2 separate regions of the Zea mays genome follow, and region 1 is linked to region 2. Evidence: chromatin contacts called from public Hi-C data. All regions are on one chromosome and are shown on one strand. Each heading gives the region's core, a stretch centred on a gene start, on an enhancer-like site or on the middle of the called end of the contact. The rest is flanking DNA. Distances are from core to core; before and after follow the strand shown.

What was found. Hi-C and Micro-C count contacts between places; a contact is called where the count stands out from the background.
Region 1: a contact with region 2 is called in a Hi-C map of ear, with 2.2 times the contacts expected there. The contact joins the promoter of LOC100274725 here to the enhancer-like site in region 2. A contact is called at or near these places in 2 of 25 Hi-C or Micro-C datasets (ear and tassel).

What each region holds. Positions count from the first base shown.
Region 1 is chr1:89,660,224-89,662,944 of Zm-B73-REFERENCE-NAM-5.0, reverse strand. LOC100274725 (NADH dehydrogenase [ubiquinone] 1 beta subcomplex subunit 8 mitochondrial) reads right to left here and starts at 1,323. Exons shown (of 4, transcript NM_001149025.1): 1 at 1,059-1,323; 2 at 840-926; 3 at 638-733. The coding sequence starts at 1,196.
Region 2 is chr1:89,535,902-89,538,601 of Zm-B73-REFERENCE-NAM-5.0, reverse strand. No RefSeq gene overlaps it. Among protein-coding and RNA genes, the nearest start is that of LOC100281186, 34 kb to the right of the region's middle. Within about 2 kb of position 1,386, at least 17 of the 20 cell types and tissues checked have an H3K27ac peak or open chromatin away from gene starts, as enhancers often do. A contact at or near this core is called in ear and tassel, where this site is marked.

The DNA.
Region 1 (2,721 bases), core at 74-2,573, 120 kb before region 2:
GTGGACTTATATAGCTGCTTGCTACTTGTTGCAAAATGGAAGTATATTTTATTTGCTATTATTTGATGTCATGTATTCATATATGTTGCATTTGCATACTTGCATATTTGCTAGCTGCTGCTGGACAGGACGCCTAGGCAGAGGCGCCTGGCTGGCTACTCGCCTCGCTATGGTGCCGTGAGAACCATGATATAATATCATTTCGTCTGATAAAAACTTTTGAAGTAATATACTATCTTATAGTGACTTACGAATAACCCACGGAAGCTAGTTTTTTAAAAAAAATCATAAGAAACATAGTTATAGGAGGACATATCATGTGCAATCACTCATTTTTGTGCAAGCGTGCAATCAAACTATCCAGAGCATCCAGTCTAGATCCAACGGTTTCATATGGAAGTGGTTAAATGTAAAATAGACACTAGGTTTCAGGTGGAAGGGGTTAAATGTAAAATAACAGTTACCATTAGATCTAGATCGGATGCACCAGATCGCTTGATTGCATGCTTGCACCAGGATAAGTGATTGCATAGGATATTTTCCCTAGTTATAGTAGGTGGAGGGATATCTATAGCACAACAAACACTGGAAGATCGAAATGCAATCAGGGAAACAACGGTTAGCAATGCACACTCACATATGGTATCTTGGAGGCCTTATCGTTCACCACCGCAGCCACACCGAGGGCAGCGAAGAACCCCAGCCCTCCGCACAGCCACGCCAACGCCTCGTACTATCGAGCAGCAAACACACAGAACCAATGAAACAGCCAAATCAGAAACAGTCCAGACGCATATGACGCCGCAACGCACGACGTGTTTGATCAGGTCCCGTAATACCTTGCCGATGTGCGGGGCAAGGCGGTCGATGCAGGGCTCCGGGAAGGGCGTGCCGTTGTCCCACACCAGCTCGTCGTTCACGGGCAGCTGCGACCCAAAACAGAAAAAATCCCCAGAATCCAATCGGTTTGAGACGGCAACTCACTGGCGCGCAGATGAGGAGAGGACGCACGAGCGAGGGTCGGATTTGGATCTGGACTCGGGGTGCGGGAGACTTACGGGTTTGTCTGGGACGATGTGGCGGCCGACGGGGAGGCCCATGCCGGCGCGGTGCCGGAGGGCAGCGGCCGCGGCCGCGGCGCGTGCGCCGCCGCCGCCAAGGACGCGGAACCCTGCTGCGGTTAACCTCCCGGCCATCTCGCTCGCTCGCTCGCTGGCTCTCCGATCAGTGCGAGTCGTCGTGCGGTGAGTTGGGTTGCGCGGCTCGTCGTCGGCGGCGGTGGAGACAGAAGGAAGCTGGGTGGGCTTTGTTCGGGCCTCGTGTGCTGTATCCAGTGGGGGAGAAAACTGGAAGCGGATTTGGCATGTATATTTGGGCCTTGTGGAGTCCACTGGGATAGGCATGCGTTTTGCTGGGCCACGCTTCACTGGGCCTTGCATTGTGAAAAGTGATGATGTTCACGGGGCTTTCACAACACTGCCGCCTGTGGGAAGAAAAAACACTAAAAAATCCACCACAAATATATATGTAGTGTCTTTGTACAGTTCTGTACTACACTTACCACCATCGTACTGTATACTAGTCGCAGTTGTTTATGCGGGCCCCGCAACCCGTCACCGAAGCAGCAACGGGCTATATAGGCATATAGCTAGGTAGGTGTTGTTAACTCGCTGGCAGGTGACGGACTAAACATAGTACCGACAACTGATGCAGATGTTTCCATGAGCACGAAGCAACCACGTCAAAATGATTTTCTTGCCCCCCGCGCTGCCGTCAGCACAGCACAGCACAGCACAGCACAAACCAGGCCGGGCCGCCACGCCAGCTGCTGCCTCGATTCGTCAGTTGAGAGATGCGATCGCCTCCCCCTCAGCAGTACAGTGTATTGTACGTATAGTATATTACGCGAAGAAGAAGTATATATTGTATTGTAGTACGTAGTACCAAAGCTCCCAAGTCCCAATACTTCCGCGGCTACCGAGGGTGAAAAATAAAAGGCGGATACTTTTGTCTCATGGCTTGGACTTTTGCACTGCTACCGGATTTTTTTAAAAAAAACTCGTTCAGCTATAAACAAAACAGCACGAGAGAAACTACAGACACCAGCCAGACCATTTGAAACACAATCAACGTCACCGACTGTGGGAGCGCGCATGCGTCATGCCAGTAAACTGCTCTCGGATTGCAAGTCCCGGCATGAACAACACACACACACAAAAAAAAAAACTATTGGCGGACTCCGACGCCAACCCGCACAGCACCGCACCGACCTGGGTGCATTCAGCTAACCTTGCTGTTAGCCAACCGCCCCGCGGGAGGAGCCGGGCTAATCACTCGATCGTAATCAATCAACCAGTCTGCGAGATCCATGACGGGATAATAAACTATGCGGGGGGCTCACATGGCCTTCAATGCGTGATGTGTCCTGTCTCCTCGTTTCGCGCCAGAGAAACATTGGACCTGCTAGTGGGTTGATCATATCATTGCTTATATTTTCCTTTTTGTTTAACTTCGCTTAGGTGCTATGTATATGTTTACTCGGGCGTTCGGTAACGTAGCGTAATCTAGCCGTAGATATATGCGAAATATGCTGAGTAATAAACTCATCAGCCAGACATGCCCGACATGCTGCGTCAAACAAATGCCATGCACCATGCTAACCAATTAGCCTTGCTCATGCTACGACAACCACTGTTTATAGAGTTAAGTTTAAAATAGAAG
Region 2 (2,700 bases), core at 137-2,636:
TTGAAACTACACATGATAACTAGTAGATCTTGCTAACAACAACGCTTAGTACAAGATCTACCAGAGTATGATGGAGAAATCGTGTTTGCCCTGACATGATCTACCAAAAACCACATCAGAGCAACATAGCACTTACCTTGAAAACCCCTTAAAGAAGGGGTGGCTATGCGCCGAGGAGACGACAAGCATATGTAGGGTTTAGTGAACTAGCGTCTTCTTCTTTTGATGATTGTGAAATATATATTACAATATATAGTTCTACAGACATGAAGCGATAAGCACTTACTAGCCAAATTTTTCATCCAATCTATTGTCTATCTATAGTTGTGATAAGTAGTTGCTGGACGGAACGAAGTTAGTTTACAAGATTGAGAGTATGTTTAACAAACAGTTGGATATGCTATTAGGTTATGTACATTGCTACATTTAAATGGTCTCCTACTCTGTGCCATGCAATGTGACATAGTTTTTTTATGTGGAAGAAAGAGAGAGGAGAGACAGGAAGAGGTCATTTTTCTGAAACAACTACGAGGCATTGTTGTCGTGCAACTCACAACTTTATTTTCACCAGTCAGATACCTGTGTATTACTACGGTTCTATATATCACATGTATATGCTTTGTTTTAATAAAGCATAAAACATATGGGTTATGTTGGTTATGTGGGTGTGAATATAGAGCCAAGAATCATGGTTTGAACCTCCACCTGTGTTGTGCACAATTTTACCTTTTTTGCTTAGAGTGGGAAGAGTGAGTGAGTGACGCACGACGACCATGGAAACTTGTGCTTTATATAGTAGAGAATTAGATCTGGATTAGATTAGAAAGAAGTATAAGGATTTTTTTTTGCAAAAAGGGATGACAGTAGAAACTTGTGTTTTATATAGTAGAGAATTAGACCTAGGTTAGATTAGAAAGAAGTATAAGGATTTTTTTAAAGTAACAATTGTGGAAACAAAAAACTGGTGCTTATATATGAGATGACATAAAGGACAAGCATTATATACATAAATTAAAGAATTATGAGTTACTATGAGATGACATAAAGAACAAGCATTATATATGTTGTCTATGAAACTGTCTTAAAACTTCATGGCACTCTATAAGATCATCTATCAACAGTTTACCCATCCTCATCTCTACATTTAAATTTCACTTTACAAACAGTGCAATATACAGCGTAAAACAATGTTTTGAGTAACGATATGATAAGCTGTCAGACACGGTTTAAAGCAACATTAATGTACTTTACCAGCAGGTCCACCGAGTTCGGCCCATTTTGCTAGAGAAAAAAAATGATAATCGGGCTGCTTTATCTTTTAGTGTGCTCAATCAAATGGCGTCGGCCCAGTATACCTACGCCAGAGTTTGTGGAAAACTATGGCCAGCTCGTGCGTTGGTTGGCCTAAAAAGAGGGAAGCTCCAAGCAACACGTTCCACCCAACCAAACCAAAGAATCTGGTTCAGGTTCTTGTAGCTTACTACTGCTAGAGGTAAAGAGGTGAACGACTTACGACTGGACGTGGACGCTGCCCCGCGCGCTCCGGCGCAGCGGCCACCTGGTGCGACGGGAGCCGTGCGCCAGGGCGGTCGTGGCGGACTAGGATGGACAGCTAGAAGAACTAGGATGGACTGGACGTTCGGGGACGTGCAACGTGACAGAGGCACCGAACCAGGCCAGGAGGAGCATGAAAGATCCGCGCCGGCAGGGAGGTCAAGCTTGTTCCGGAGGATGCTTCATGCCTCTACTGCATGCATGGTTATGGTCGCTGAATGCGGAACTACCGTGACCCAGCAAAACTTTTGCTCGTTCGTCAACAACTTCGAAAACCAAAGTTTGGCTCTGTAACGCGCGCGACACGAGGAATTCTGAATGGTGGATGGATAGAGTGTCATCTTTTCTTTTGTGCTAGACTTGATGGGAGCAGAGACGAAGCCATAATTTTTATTTTTTGAAAGAGGCTAAACTAAACCGCTACCATATAGAAGCTTGTTTTATGGTATATATAAAAAAAAACTTAAATCACAGAGTTTACATACGAAGTAGTGTAACAAATTACCTAAAAAATTAGGGTTTGTTTGGTTTAGCAATAAATTCCTGAAAATCCGATTCTAGCTGTGAGAAAGTTGTTGTGAACTGACAATTATGAAAAAAAACTGAAATTTGCTTAGTTAAATAACTATTAATTATAGATTTTATAAGAACATGATAGCTTGTAATATGGATGTCAGGAATATGGAAAATCTATAGTAGAATTAGTTCTAAATTAAATTAGAGAAAACTATAGATTTTCATGAATCAATTTTGCTGTTGTACTTGTTTGGTTGAGATTCCAAATTTTTTTAAACGGGCCTAACTCATAAAACTGAATCAAACACACCGTTAAATCTAATCTTCTGTAGCCAATTTATGTTTGAAATGTCGTTTTTCTTCGACCGAAGTCTAGATTATAGATGTGCAGACAGCACGAAGCACGAAAGAGTGACCCGAAGCACGTTTTTTTGGTCTGGTACGAGCCTGGTCCGGGCCACTTTTATACGGGCCCAGGCCGGCCCGGCAAGAATAAGCGGGCCGAACCCAAACAGGAAAATAAGCACGACGGGCTAGCCCAGCATGACTCGTTTACCTCAAAGCCCGTCAAACCCGCTTTTTACACTAAATCGTATTTACCGACCCGTTTAGCTTGTTTTTTGCCTGTTT